2 separate regions of the Mus musculus genome follow, and region 2 is linked to region 1. The links are chromatin contacts, called in public HiChIP or PLAC-seq maps. All regions are on one chromosome and are shown on one strand. Each heading gives the region's core, a stretch centred on a gene start, on an enhancer-like site or on the middle of the called end of the contact. The rest is flanking DNA. Distances are from core to core; before and after follow the strand shown. Region 1 has its middle 44 kb from the start of Gm41559. Region 2 overlaps Btbd9 (BTB (POZ) domain containing 9).

Region 1 (7,633 bases), core at 2,509-5,008:
GGCTGAGAACTTTGAGAACAGGTTGCAACCAGCCTTGTCTCTGCTCTTTCTGAGGACCCCAACTCACAGAAGCCAGAGGTCAGGGGGTTCAGGCAGTGCTTTGCCTGCAAAGCAGCATCCTAGGGCGCAGATCTCAGGGAAGCGGGGTGAAGAGTGCGGGGTGGGAGGTGGAGGCAGTAGAGAGTGTCCTTGTTACCCTTTGCTCCTAAGCACACTATTGAAACATTATCATCACCACCTGACTCTGCAGCCAGCTGCTTTTCCTGCCTGTTTTGCTATTTAACGCTTCCCATCTTTTAAAAGCACCCGGCATTTTTATTTTTTTCTCATCTTCTACTGGATAGTGAGTTCTACAAGGACAAGCATTTTGTCTCTTTAGTCTGCACATGTGTCCTTGGTGCCCAGCCCTGTGCTTGTGTTCTGTAATAAATACGTGATAAAGCCGGTGTGCCAATCCAAAGTGGGCAGTGGGGGAGGGGCAGGAGCTGGACATGGGCCTCAGGCCGCCTCCTTACAGCTCAGGTCTCTGGGTTTGGCCCTGGAAATTGCCATCTGTAATGGAGAAAGAATGCATTCGTTGTTCGGGTAATTGGTAGTAACTGATGGCAATTTCGAGTAATTAAACACTAATTAATTCAATGAGTCAGTAATGTACTTATTTATGGTATCCGTGTTTGTTCCCTTATAAATATTGGTATTACTTTTGTCAGGCAATTAAAATCCACTGGTGGGGACTGGCGGAGGTCCCAGGAGATTCTGGAAGCTCAGCCTGGACTGTGCGAAGAATGAATTGTAAAAGGGCTGGAGAGATGGCTGAGCAGTCAACCGCTCTCACAGAGAGCCTGGGTTTGGTTCCCAGCACTCACAGCTACGCACAACTTCCTGTAACTCTATTATAGGAAATTTGACACCTTCTTCTGGCATCTGTGGGCACCTACAAGCTTGCAGTAATCAAACACACACACACACACACACACACACACACACACACACACACACACACAGAGTCACGCATGCCCAAACTCTCTTAAAGGGAAAAGAATGAGTGGGAGGACCCAGGTGGCATGGAAGTGGGTGGCGCTACGTATACTGTGTTCTGTGTGTTACACTGGTGCAGGTTTGAGGCTGGGGTTTAAGATGCTCATTCACCAAATCCTTCCAACCCCTCTATGTCCTCGTTCATGGCCCTCCCCAATTAAAAAACATCTTTTTGTTTTTGTTTTTGTTTTTTTGTGTTTTGTTTTGTTTTGTTTTGTTTTGTTTTTGAGGCAGGATTTCTCTATATAGCCCTGGCTGTCCTGGAATTCACTTTGTAGACCAGGCTGGCCTCAAACTCAGAAATCTACCTGCCTCTGCCTCCCGAGTGCTGGGATTAAAGGCATACGCCACCACGTCCGGTAAAAACATCATTTTTTAAAGGATGATATTCAGGAAACCTGTTAGAGACACGAGGGATGTAGAGGCTCTTTAACTTCTCTCCGAGACCTCTATTTGAGGTCTGTTCCCTTTGGCACGTGACCAGACAAACCCAGATGGATCTCAGATGGAGAAAAAGCAGGGAGAGGTTCCTGGGGGCTGGAGCAGGACCTGAGGTGCTGAGCACATAGGAAAAGAAAGACGCAGGCTCTGGAGTCTTGATGCTTTGGGTTAGGGAGGTACAAGTCTCCAGGTCCTGTGATAGGCTGACAGGAAAGGGCAGACCCGACCCACCCGTAGGAGATCTCACCTTCTTCTGTCTAGGTTCTCAGTTCAGTACCATCAAGACTTAGGATTTCTAAGGAGCTTGAATGGGCAGGTTGCCTCTGTCTGCAGGGCTCTCCCTGAGCTGCCGTTCCTCTTGCTCTGGGTCATAGCTGCTCTTCTGATGTATGGTGAGACACCCCAGCCAGTGCAGCTTAGGGGATCTCATGCTGCTGGGGATAAAACCCATCCTGTCGGGGAAGTCGAGACAGCAGGAGCACGAGGCAGCTCATGGCATCGAATCCATAGTCAGGAAGCAAAAAACAATGCCTGCCTGTGCTTGGCTCATGTTCTCTCTTAACATTTTTTTCCGTTTTTTGAGACTAGAAATATTGATAAGTGGTTAAGAGTGCTTGTTGCTCTTTTAGAGGACCTGAGTTTAGTTCCCAGAACCCACACCAGGCAGCTCATAACTGCCTGTAAGTCCAGGTTCAGGAGCTCCAACACCTCTGGTCTTTAAGGGAACCTGCATACCCATATATAGACACACACACATATACAGGATTAAAAATAAAAAAATCTTTTAAAATATTTAAAATAATTCTTTGAACATTTTTTTTCTTTTTTAAAGATTCATTTATTTATTATATGTAAGTACACTGTAGCTGTCTTCAGACAATCCAGAAGAGGGAGTCAGATCTCGTTTCCGATGGTTGTGAGCCACCATGTGGTTGCTGGGACTTGAACTCCGAACCTTCAGAAGAGCAGTCGGGTGCTCTTACCCACTGAGCCATCTCACCAGCCCACTCTTTGAACATTTCATGTAATATATTTTGACAACTCATCCCCATTTTTCTCCCTGACTCCTTCCAGATTCATCCCCACCGCCTTTCCCTCCCCCAAACTTTATGTCATTTATTTATTTATTTATTTATTTATTTATTTAATCTAAGCACACTGTAGCTGTCTTCAGACACCCCAGAAGAGGGCATGAGATCTCATTACAGATGGTTGTGAGCCACCATGTGGTTGCTGGGATTTGAACTCAGGAAATCTGGAAGAGCAGCTATCAGTGCTGAGCCATCTCTCCAGTCCTATTTCCTCTTTTTAAAATGACACATTGCCGGGCATGGTGGTGCACGCCTTTAATCCCAGCACTCGGGAGGCAGAGACAGGTGGATTTCTGAATTTGAGGCCAGGCTGGTCTACAGAGTGAGTTCCAGGACAGCCAGAGCTATACAGAGAAACCCTGTCTCAAAAAAACAAAACAAACAAACAAACAAACAAACAAAAAAATATATATATATAATAAAATGACACATTAACCCCAACTTGTACTGCCTACATAACATACTCCTGGATATGGGGACATCTGGAGGGAACATAGCTTACCAGGAGTCACACCCCTAAAGAAAAATGACTCTGTGGCCTTCACCCCTGTAGTAGCCATCGACTCTCCACAGCTCCTCGCTTAAGGGTGAGAGCCTGAGAATCCCTTCCCACGCCATGGTAGAATGTTGACAGGCTTGATTTTTATATAGTTCTTGTGCAGGTAACGGCAGGAGCTTCGAGTTCTTTGCATGTAGTGGTCCTGCCATGCTCAGCAGACACTGTTTAGCTCTGGTTCTCCCTGATGTCTGGCTCTTACAACCTCCCCACCTCTTCCTCTGAGATGATCCTTCAGCCTTTGGGATGGGGGTGTGACACAGGTGTCCCTTTGCACCTGAGCACTCAATTATTGTTTATTTTCTGCACTTAGAACACTTACTTCTTTCTATATAGAGTCCAGGGTCTCAGCCTAGGGAATGGTGCCACCCACAGTGGGCAGATCTTCCCACATTGGTTAACTTGGACAAGATAGCCCCTCCCTCACAGCTACGGCCAGAAGCCCATCTCCTAGGTGATTCTTGATGCCACCAAATTGACAATAAAGGGGAGGGCTTATGACTAATGTTCTCCATAACTGTTACTACCTTTCCCCATGTGGCTTTTCCACAGGGACACAGAGGGCATGGGGTCTGGGATCAGATGACACCGGTGTGACAAGCTGGGAAATTTCCTCTGCTCCTCTGAGCCTTGTTCTCTTATACTTGCCCGCTCTATAGAGTTGCCACAGCCCTGAAACATACCCAGCCACATGAAGCCCTTGATCTGTGTGACTAAATGACTAATGCAGGTGCCTGATCGACCCGTGACTCACTTCCTCTCGCCAGTTTCCTTGTCTTTTTAAAAGGAAGATGTATTTATCTTATTTTACACGTGTATGTGTTTTGTTTGCGTGTTGTGTATGTGCACTGTGTCGGAAGGGATGTCAGAAGACGGCGTGAGAAGGACTTCTGGTACCGGAGCTACAGATGATTGTGAGTTGCCATGTGGTAGCATTTGGAACTGAACCTGGGTCCTCTGCAAGAGTAGCCACTGGTTTTAACCATTGAGCCATCTCCCCAGTCCTCCAGCCTCACTTGCTTCAACTTCAGAGATCCCTCCCCTCCCCGTACACACACACACAGGTCCGGATCAGCCATAGGGATTTCCCCTCCATCCACAGACTCCATAAGTGTCTTTGCCTCTCTCCTTCTGCAGAAGGAATGTTCACTTCTGGGTGTCCAATTGTTGGCAGGGAATTCTCCTCCATCTACACTGCCTTCCCCTGTTTCCCAGAGCCTGCTGGGACCATCACACTGCGGTCTCCTCTTGCCATACCCCAGTGGCCCCACAGCCTCCTGTAGCCTCTCTGCATCTCCTTGTCTGTCTTGCTGCCCTTCATCCTTGTTCAGCGTCTCTCATTTCTCCTCCTCTCTCCCCCTTTGTTCTCTCTGTCCCCCTTAATTAGCGATACTGTGGGACTGAGGTGTTTTTATTATGTTTTATTTATTGAATGGCTTTCCTGTTTCCTGTTCTTAATTTAAAAGGCAGATCGATGAAATGCTTTATATTCCCTGCAAAACAAAGCTAAGCCAAGTTGTTTTTTCCTCCCACTGCTCTTCCTCACCTCTCTCTTTCTCCCCGGGAAGAAAAGATCTACATCCTTGTAATTGACAAGAACATTTAATTTGTTCGCTTCATTCATCCCATTAATTATTCAGTAAGTAGTGATTGTGTGCCAGGCACTGTGCTGGACTCGGGGATCCCAGAGATAATTCAAAGCAATCTCCCTGTCCTCCAGAGGCTCCTATCTAGCAGGGAAAGCTGGACACCAATATGTGAGAGACAAAGCTCACGGTGCTGGTGCCAAGTCAATGTCGGTAGTGTCGCCTGCAGCCCAGGGAGGGAGAGGGAAGGCTACTGGGTGGAGAGCAAGTCGAGCTGAGAATCAAAGATGAACTGATGTCTTGATGCAATGCAGTCTCACACAGAGACAGACCAAACCCTAAGATAAGAAGATGGGGGTACGTGCTTGACTTAGGAGGGTCCCAGAGACTGTGGCAGCACGTGTCAGTTCCTGTCTCTCGGTTGTGACAAGAGACCGGAGACCAACCCCTTAGAGGAGGAAAGATGTATCACGCTCAGCTTCAGAGTGTCCATCCCCAGTTGGCTGACTCAGCATTCCTGGGCTTGTGCTGAGGCAGAATATCAAGTGTGAAGCAGAGGGATTCCTTTCATGGTCATCAGAGGGACAAACAGGAAGGATGTACCCCTCAAAGGCACACCCTCAGGGATACCCCACCTCCCACAGCCACACCCCTCCCGATAGCCTTTTCAATTTAAAGATTTTTTGGTTTTGGTTTGTTTTGGTTTTTTTTGGTTTTTTGAGACCGGGGTTTCTTTGTATAGCTCTGGCTGTCTTGGAACTCACTTTGTAGACCAGGCTGGCCTCAAACTCAGAAATCCACCTGCCTCTGCCTCCCAAGTGCTGGGATTAAAGGCGTGTGCCACCACTGCCCAGCTTAAGGAATGTTTTAATTAATTAATCTATTTATTGTGTGTGTGAACAGTGCGTACAAGCCATAGCGTATGTGTGGTGGTCGGAGGACATCTTCTTGGAGTTGGCTCTCTCCTTCCATCCTGTGGATCCTGGGGGATCAAACTCAGGTTGCCAGGCTTTGCAGCAAGCTCCCTTACCTGCCTAGCCATCTCAGTGGCCCAGTCTAGTAAACTTCAAATAGGCCAGTGGCTTAAATTACTGGTTAGCAGGTTGGAGAGATGGCTCAGTAGTTAAGAGCACTGACTAGTCTTCCAGAGGTCCTGAGTTCAATTCCCAGCAACCACATGGTGGCTCACAACCATCTGTAATGGGATCTGATGCCCTCTTCTGGTGTGTCTGAGGACAGTGACAGTGTATTCACATACATAAAATTAAAAATTAAAAAAAAATTACTGGTTAGCACAGAGCCCTCACAGGCACCCAGTGGTGTACTGTGGTAATTTCCTGCATGTCTCTCAAGTTAGTCTCAGTAATCTCATGACTAATCATCATGGGAGAAGGCAGGGGAGGAAAAACAATAGGAAGAAAGTTAGCAGTAGCAGGTAGGTATTTGGGCTTTATCTCCTAGGGAGGTTTGAAGGGAGACTACAGAATATGCATCAATGATGCCCTAGGTGGTCAGGGAGGTAGCTAAGTTCTTCATCCTCTGGTCGGTCAACTGACACCCATCATTGGTGGTGCTGCCCAAGAGATAGGCTTTCTCCACAGGGCTGGCCTAGCACACGGATGGATGGCCGGAGAGCCTTCATGGAGAGAACGGAGGGTTCTGCTACCATAGGCGTTGGGGGAAGAGAGGAATGTTCCAGATAGACAGAATTCTAGAGAGCGCCCCCTGCAGTTTCAGGAGGTCTCAAAAAATTCAAGCTCAGGAGAACTCACTCATTTATAGAAGGCTGATAAAACACTTTCCCCACTCAGCAGAGATGATTTGCAGGGAGCCCCGTCTCGCCCAGGCCCCTGCAGAACAGATCCCCATTCAGCCCTTTCTTTGAATCCCTCAACCGCACCTCCTGCCAGCCTATGCGAGGCTATTTATGAAGTCCTGTCGATATCTGTCTTGGCGCGGGAGCGTGGAGGGGACGGATGGAGCCTGGGGTCCTATCCATCAGTCACTTGGCCGCAATCTCTAAAGAGATTTTAATTGTGAGCTCAGATTTACTCCCGCCATCAGCTGCGCCCGCCCGCCTACTTTACCAGCGAGAGCAGGGCCTGTAGGCCCGCTGCGCTTTGCCAAATGCACATCTTGTAGCAACGCCGAGGAAATATTTGCTGCAGTGAAACCGTGTGCCCTGCGGAAAGCAATCGCCCTAAATCGCCCCCTGACAGCCGTCCCGGTTCTTTGCTGCTACACAGATCTGCTTTCCTGTCTGCCTTCCACCCTGCTACCAGGGACAGTGGCTTCTAACCTGAAATGGGGAGATGCTAGGCCATACACTATGTCCTCTCCCAGGCCATGGGGTAGAGGACTGCAGGTGATGGATGGGTTGGAAGACTGATCGAGGCAGGCCTGTAAAGGGTGGGTCAAATAGCCAATGCTCTATGGCCCACTTAGAGCTGGAGACAGGTCCCAGGGTAAAGGACATCCTCCCGGGGCCAAAAGGCTGGTTAGGGTTTGATGATCTGGGAATTGGCAGAAGGCTGGATCTTTGGTGCCTTCAGCATCCTATGTTCGAGGAACCAAGACCCGCTTCACTGTGCACACTGTGTGCGCCTCTTCTGCTAGCAGCCATGGAGATCTCTCTGTGTAGGCAGAAGGGAGCGTGAGAACATGCTTAAGATACGTTATGTGGCATTCTCAGAGAATGAATAAAAACGTTGTTTTAAACAATGCTTATCTTTGTAAAGAGAAAGAGGAGGGGAGGAAGGGGAAGACTGGAAGAAGAGAGAAGAGAGGGAGGGCGAAAAGGAGGAAGAAGAGAAGGAGAAGAGATAGGAAGAGGATGAGGGAGGGGAGAATGAAAGGAAGAAGAGGGGGAAAGGAGGAAAGAGAGGAAGAAGAGGGAAGGAAGGAAGGAAAGAAAGAGGAGT
Region 2 (7,633 bases), core at 2,152-4,651, 620 kb before region 1:
TTCAGAAAAGTTGGGAAATGAGATTTCTAGAACTTCTTCCTTCCCATATTCCAGGTTTATCCTTTGAGGAGTTGTGGACTTGGACATCTCTCTCTCTATTTTTTTTTTTAAGTTGCTTAAAAATAAAAACATTTGGGCGTGGTGTCGCTTGCCTTTGATCCCAGCACTTGGGAGGCAGAGGCAGGCAGATTTCTGAGTTCGAGGCCAGCCTGGTCTACAAAGTGAGTTCCAGGACAGCCAGGGCTATACAAAGAAACCCTGTCTCGAAAAACCAAATAAAAAATAAATAGATAAATAAATAAAAACAAATACATAAATAAATAAAAACAACTGTGGGGTGTGTGTGTGTGTGTGTGTGTGTGCACGTGCACGTGAGCGCACGCACAGGCCTGCATGGAAGCCAAAGGGTGACTTCATATATTTTAGTCTATCACTCTCAGCAGTAGTTCTTGACCTTAACACTGTGTGACCCTTTAATACAGTTCCTCATGGTGTGGTGACCCCAACTATAACATTATTTTCATTGCTAGTTCAGAAGTGTAATTTTGTTACTGTTGTGAATAATAATGTAAATACTAGATATGCAACCCCAAAGGGATCACATGACCCACAGGCAGAGAGCTACTGTTTCGAACAGTCTTTGAACCTAGAGCTCACTGTTCAGTACTAAGCCAGCTCTCTAGTGAGTCTCAGGCGTCTATTCATCTGTGCGCCCCATCCCCAGTACTGGGTTTATAGGGGTGCACTGCCAAGCCTGGCTTTATGTGGGTGTAGTGAGGGATCCAGCATTTTCCAATAATCTTCTCCCTAGCACACTTTTCCCCCTAGAACCTTTGCTATGATTATTTCCCAGTTATCAGTGTGTTTTTATTTTGTTTGAATTAAATAAGAGAATTTTTCCCTTTTCAGTGAATTAATAACTTAATAGTAACATTGTCAGGTTGTGCAGACTCAATAATTTATTTTCCCATCACAGAGTGAATTTCCATTATGTATGCGGCCTTAGAAAACTAGTGTAAAATAAATCAAGTAAATAGATTTGATGACAGGTCTTTGATGAGTTGTTACTGGCCCTGTGCACATGGGCAGAGAGCCACCTGCAGGATTGTGTGTTATGTAACATTAGTGTGTTATAGGTTAAGTGCTTAGTCTTTTTATTGATTTAGGAAGTACTTTGGCATGTGGCCTTTAAAATTACATTATTATATTATCATAAATCTCAATTAGGGCAACAAAACATATTTATTGTGGCCAACTTCACAGCTGGGGTGAAATATTTTATAGCATGTGTAATGAGCCACCAGATGATGGTGACTCAGCCTCCATCTGAAGAATTTGAGCTGAAAATGAATTAGCAGCCAGTACAGGTCTATGTAATTGTGAAAATTAATTTCAAGGAATAATGCCATGTGTCCTGAGAGGACTTGCTTAATAACTGATAATTGAGGAGGATCATGAAAAAATGGAAGTTGTGAGGTTTTCCAGCCTCAAGTCCATTTTAAAAAAGGATATAGTAAAAATATAATGCTAATGTGAATCTTCAAAGATCCGCTTCCAACATGATAGAAAAAGAAATGAGATTGAGCTGGCAGGGTGGTGTGGTGTGGGGAAGCTTTGCTCATTGCCGTTGAACCCGATGAGCTTGATCCCCGAGGCCACAAGTGGAAGGAGAACCTGCTCTTGAAAATTGTCCCCGACTCCTCCCATTAATAAATATAATAATCTAAAAAGAAACGGGTAACAGATAGCAGGCATTCAACGATTATTCTCCTAAATTGGAGTCCACGAGTTCTCTGGCTGCTAATGCCTGCAGTGGTAACAGGAGACAGTGGATGGCATCTTAGAAACCCAGCAGTACCACATCCTGGCTTCCACTGTGGGTTGAACACGTGAGGAGGCTGGGCTAGGGCCAGCGAAATCAGTGCCTATGTAGGGGCATGATCGTTTCCATTCCTTGGCAGTATGCATGGTAGGAGCTGTGAACATTGATAGGTGGAATGGAGTTCAGAAGACTTCAAGTGTAGTCGCTAGGTTGCCCAGAGCCCTAGCTAATGCCCCTACACAACTGTGGACAGCAGTTGGTTCCTCTGCCCCTGTGTAGTCATGTTTTCTGAGTTATGTGGGAACACTGAGGATGGTGAATCGAAATCGAACACAGGACTTTTCCATAGAGCTTGTGTCTGTGGCTCTGATTTCAGTCTCTTTAGTTCTTTATATGCCAACATGGGCCTTTCCACTGTATCTCTTTGGCACTAATCAGAGCGTCAGCTCTGGAGTTGCCACGGTTGCTACCCTTCTTCCATCTTTCCAGCTCCTGTTAGCTCTGTCCTTTTTTTCATGTGTACTGGTGGTGGGTGGCGGTGGTCATAACTGTAGTAAATGGGTGAGGTTTCCTTGCATGCAGGACAGTAGTGTTTCTCTATTACTTACATTGTGTAGAAGACAAAAGGGAAGTTTAGGCCAGTGAGATGGTTCACAGCAGGTAAAGTGCTTGTCACCCAGGCTTGACAACCTCTGTTAGATCCCTGGAGCCCAAGGGACCCCAAAGAGTTATCTGACTTCCACTCCCATATGCTGTGACTCGTTTGCCCCTCCCCCATACACAGACATAATAATTCTTTATAAAGAATATTTAAAAAGTGTAGTTTGGGAGGATGTTAACTAATATGTCCAAAGCTACAGCCTATTAAATGGTGCTGCCAAGGCTTGAACCCAGGCAGTGTAAATTTTTTTCTTTCTTTCTTTCTTTCTTTCTTTCTTTCTTTCTTTCTGTTTGTTTTTTTCGCAGGCTGGCCTCGAACTCAGAAATCTGCCTGCCTCTGCCTCCCGAGTGCTGGGATTAAAGGCGTGCACCATCACTTTCGATATCCTCTGATGCCCTGTTCTAAAGCCCCGCTGCCTCCAGAGGTGTGATGGATGCTGCCCTGTGTGCACTTGCAAAAGCCCAGGAACCATGTGAAGGAGAAAGTACAGGGAGCCGGGGAAGTGACTGATGAGTCCTCAGATCTAGAATAGTGTTTTCCCATCTGCTGAGTGAAGTGCAGTGCTGAGTCTTTGCAATATGATGTGTATTTCCAGCTTTGACAGTGGTTTTCTTTGGACTAGCCACAGGACTAGCTCAGTAGCCATGTGTGTTGTTATAAGGCCACTGTCACTGCAGCTTCAGAGGACAGGAGTCAGACATTAGTCTGTAGAGGAGTCAGCCAGCAGAAGAGGCATTGAAAAAAAAAAGCCCCCCCCCCCAACTCCAGCTCCTCTTTTCTGACTGGGGTTTAGGTGGAGTTGGGGTACCAGTGGAGAAGTTTGCTCTCATATCATCCTGAAGTTGTGAGGTGCCTTTCCCGTTCCAAACAGGGAATTACTCAGTATGCTTTGTTTGCTCTGGCTGCATTCCATAGACACCTTCAGAGTAGAGAGGCACTTGTGGGCCACCCACCACTCCAGCAGTTTCTAGGGAAAAGACTTGACAACTCCAGGAACTGTGAATGCCTTATACTGAAATATACAGTGAAATATACAGTGGAGGGAGGTCATGGGGAAGGATAGTTACTTATCTTCTGATGTATGAGCTCTGGGTAACCTACACAGTGAAGAGAGAGGAATTCTTGGTATTCAGGAGTCACTGTCACCTCCTCTTTCAGAGTCTCCTGTGGCTGTGCTGTGCTTAGCTCAGAGTGTGGTGAGCCTTCACCAGTTCGTGAGTGCTAGTTGAGAAGCAGATATCCCTGGAACTGAGCCCTGTGAATGGCTTCCTTCTCAATTTTCATTCTTTCAGTTTCTCCCAGAGGCCTCAGCCCACTAGAAAGAAGCACACAGGCTCCTCCAAAGTAAATGGCACCGAAGGGTTAGGAAGAGGACCAGTGGTTTCTGTCCCCACGAACAGGAGAGCGGGAGTTTTGTTTGGTGGTGAGGTGCTGCAGTGCTGTGGCTGAGCTGTGTGGGCTCTGAGGGCTGCACTGCGCTCCCTGTACTGCAGTGTGTCTAGCCTGAGAACAGTGGGGAACTCTGCACAGCACAGTGCTTTGCTGTGCTTAACCCTATTTGAAAAGAAAGCTGGGAAGTAGCCACTAGTAATTGGGGCTGACTGAGACTAGAGGAAAGGAAACCATATTCCCCTTTCACTTAAAAAAATATTTGTGTGCGTGTGCCTTTGTGAATATATCTTGTGGATGTGCACAGATAAGCCACAGAGGTCAAAGGAGGGCATTGGGTTGCCTGGAGCTAGAGTTCCACGTGGTTGTGAGCTGCCCAATGAGGCCTTTGGTAGCCGGTCAGTCCTCTCCAAGAGCCAAAGTGCTCTTAACTTCCCTCCAGCCCCAAGGAAAACTTTGTAATTAAAGCATTTAGTTTAAATAATGGAGATATTTAAATTACTTATGTCTGTTTTATTCACATACACATAATCACCTACATCGTGACATACTCATATATGCATATCATATAGTTTGCATATGATATGCAACATACCCACCCCCACTTGCCCTTTCTAGTCCCGCTGCAACTCCCCAGGATCCGGCTCCCAGTATGCTTCTACCTCCTGTGGTTTTGTTTTGCAAACCAGTGAGTTTAATTAGGGTTGTTTATAGGAGTGTGGGTAACTTACCAGTGGGCCTAGCATTGAGGAAATGTCTCCTTTCCTAGGAGTCATTAGCTGCCTCTACTCATGGAGGACAGTGGCGCCTCCAGAGCCCTCCCCCTACTATTACATCCCTGCCTGTAAGTGCTTGGAAGGGTGGGCCTTCTGAGCCCTGCTCTTCTCGAGGGTGAATGTTGACAGGCTCCATCTTGTGCAGCTGAGTTGGGATTTTATATTCACGCCCTGAGACCCGACAAGGTGGGGCACCTGTTTTATACTTCATTAAATTTGCAGGAAGCAGGTTGTTCTTGCCTCCCAAGGATTGCAGTTTGGATACATGTAGCTAATTCTTAACTAAACACTGTCTTAACTAAACACTGTCAGCACCAGGGTTCTTCAAACCATGGACAGTTGGAAATATCTATTGCCAACATTCATACAGGGTGTGTGTGTGTGTGTGTGTATACATACATATAGATACGTATATGAATGCACATGCTTGAGTGCCACTGTGTGTGTGTAGATCAGGAACAACTCAGGGGAGTTGATTTTCTCCATGTGTAGGTCCCAGGATCCAACCTGAGTCATTAGGCTTAGTGACAAATGCCCTTATCTTTTGAGCCATCTCTCTGTCCCTCTGTATTCCCTTTGGGAAAACCAACCAACCCCTTTTGATAAACTTATCACCTCTTTTGTTGCCCCCCCCCCCCGTTTAAAAAGGTTTATTTATTTATTATATGTAAGTATACTGTACCTGTCTTCGGACACAGACTCGAGAAGAGGGCATCGGATCCCTTTACAGATGGTTGTGAGCCACCATGTGGTTGCTGGGAACTGAACTCAGGACCTCTGGAAGAGCATTCAGTGCTCTTAACTGCTGAGCCCCTCTCTAGTCCTTGTTGGCCCCCCACCCCCCTTTAAAAGCTCAGGCTATTATTTGAAAGAGAGACACTTCAGAACTACTTTGACTTTAAACACAGTTTCCCAGTTAAGTCACTTTCCTGTCTCTCTGAGGCCCTCCTGCCCTGATCAATGTGTTGTGTGTTGTTCAGGTCTTTCTCTTTTTTTATTTTTTATTTATTTTTTTTATTTTCCAGACAGGGTTTCTCTGTGTAGCCCTGGCTGTCCTGGAACTCACTCTGTAGACCAGGCTGGCTTCAATCTGCCCGCCTCTGCCTTGCCTCCCTAGTGCTAGGATTGAAGGTGTGCGCCTCTACTGCCTAACTATTCCGATCTCTTTTCAATGTCTAGTTAATTCACTAAGTCTGTATTTAGGTGTACATGCCAGGTATCAGAATATGGATTGGACTAATTAAGTAAACATACATAGATACATACATGGTGTCAGTGTCTTAATATGAATATATACATGCACATATATGTATGTAAAATAGATACTAATAAGCATGTCTGCTTACACAACGGGGCCTGCTCCTTACTGAGGCCTGCTCCTGTCATTTACCTGGGTGGTCAGGTCAGAATGTGCAGAGCTAGGGCTGAGTGTGGCTTGGTAGTAGAGAGCTTACCCAGCATGTCAAAGTACAAGGCCTTGGGTTTGAGCCCCAGCACTGCAAAAACAAAGTGAAAAACCTGTAGAGCTATTCTGTCCTTTTGTTTATTTTTTGACAAAGAGTCTAATTATGTAGCCATGGCTAACTTGGAACTCATTACTTAGACTAGGCTAGCCTTGAACTCCGAGAGAGATCTACCTCCCTCTGTTTCTGGAGTACTGCGATCAAAGGTGTGTGCCACCTTGTCTGGCTGGTTATTCCATTCTTGCTAGTGAGTGCGTCTCATTTTCTTCTTCTCTTACTATACTGCTGGTGTTTTAGTTTTTCCCTAGACTTTTTAAACTTAGAACTACATAGCCTTACAAATTCCTAGAAACAGTTGTCGGGCCCTAAAAATGTGTATATAAACTTTTGATAGTGTACAGAGCTCAGCTCCTAGAAGCAGTTTGTCCTTCCAGCGTTGTGCTGCTATATAATAATTTGGGTGCAGTTTTAGAACTCGAAGGATTACAGGAGCGGTATCCAGGTCTCTCCTCAAGGTAGAGACTTGGAGACTTGAGAATTTGAGAGCAGGAAAGGTGGGAGGAGGGGGAGGAGAAGGGAGAGTATATCGGGCAGGGTACAGGTGCCTACAGAGAGCCAGAGTTGTAAGTGGTGTAGGTGCTGAGAACCAGAGTCTATGCCTCGAAAGGCGCTCTAACCACTGGACCATCTCTCCTGCTCCCTGACAGATTCTGTACATGACGTTCCCTCAGTGTTGTCTGTCTGTCGTGGCTCAAATGTGTTCCCTTCCTGCCACCAGGCTCTTGACCTTGCCATGCTTTTTAAATAAAACATCTTTTACTTAATAGCCATGCAGCCCCCACCCCTATCCCCTAAGCCCTACGTTGGTCACAGCTGTGTGAGTTACTTTGGATTTACTCACCGGTATAGCCCAGGGTATTGTGTGGCTCTCATTTCTTCAGCAGCAGCCAAGAAAAACATTAGCTGCTTCATTTGTGAGCCCTGAGAAGGGAGCTGACTGCATTTCTGTGATTGTTTCATGGTTGTTACATGTGTGGTGACAGTGTGACAGCATGAGGACCAGGTTAACACAGTTAAAACATAATTACCGTTTTTCCTTAGAAATGACCTTCAGAAATACTCGGCTTGTACCCCGTGTAAGTCATTTCTGTGACAGTAGGCTTCTCTGGTGCCTGCAGTGTAGACTTCTCTTACAAAGGCACAGTCCTATTGGGATCTCCTTTGATGGACTCAGAATTAGTGTCAGGGCCAGTGAGGTGGCACGTGACCTGAGTTGGATCTCTGGGACCCACATGGTGGAAGGAGAGAACCAACTCCTGCCAGTTGCCTTGTGACTTCTGTGTGCCTCTTGTATACCCACTCTCCTCACATAAAATCAGTGTAATTAAAAATTTATGTTAGTGACATTCTGAGTTGCTACTGTAACTGAATTGGTCACATATGAAGATTATGACATTAGGTAAAAAATCAACTGGCAAAATTCTAAGAAACAGATCAACGTTGATAGAGATTTTGATCCTGA

Evidence for each region. HiChIP or PLAC-seq counts read pairs in DNA pulled down with a chosen protein or histone mark.
Region 2: a contact with region 1 is called in an HNF4G HiChIP or PLAC-seq map of pancreatic cancer cells. The contact joins two enhancer-like sites. A contact is called at or near these places in 2 of 115 datasets of contacts at active chromatin or transcription factors (embryonic basal ganglia and pancreatic cancer cells) and 1 of 9 other capture datasets (embryonic stem cells).

What each region holds. Positions count from the first base shown.
Region 1 is chr17:29,930,541-29,938,173 of GRCm38.p6, reverse strand. No RefSeq gene overlaps it. Among named protein-coding and RNA genes, the nearest start is that of Gm41559, 44 kb to the right of the region's middle. Within about 2 kb of position 3,758, at least 18 of the 459 cell types and tissues checked have an H3K27ac peak or open chromatin away from gene starts, as enhancers often do. A contact at or near this core is called in pancreatic cancer cells, where this site is marked.
Region 2 is chr17:30,546,694-30,554,326 of GRCm38.p6, reverse strand. The region is part of intron 1 of Btbd9 (BTB (POZ) domain containing 9); the gene reads left to right. Among named protein-coding and RNA genes, the nearest start is that of Btbd9, 26 kb to the left of the region's middle. RefSeq lists an enhancer at 1,777-5,787. Within about 2 kb of position 3,401, at least 60 of the 459 cell types and tissues checked have an H3K27ac peak or open chromatin away from gene starts, as enhancers often do. A contact at or near this core is called in pancreatic cancer cells, where this site is marked.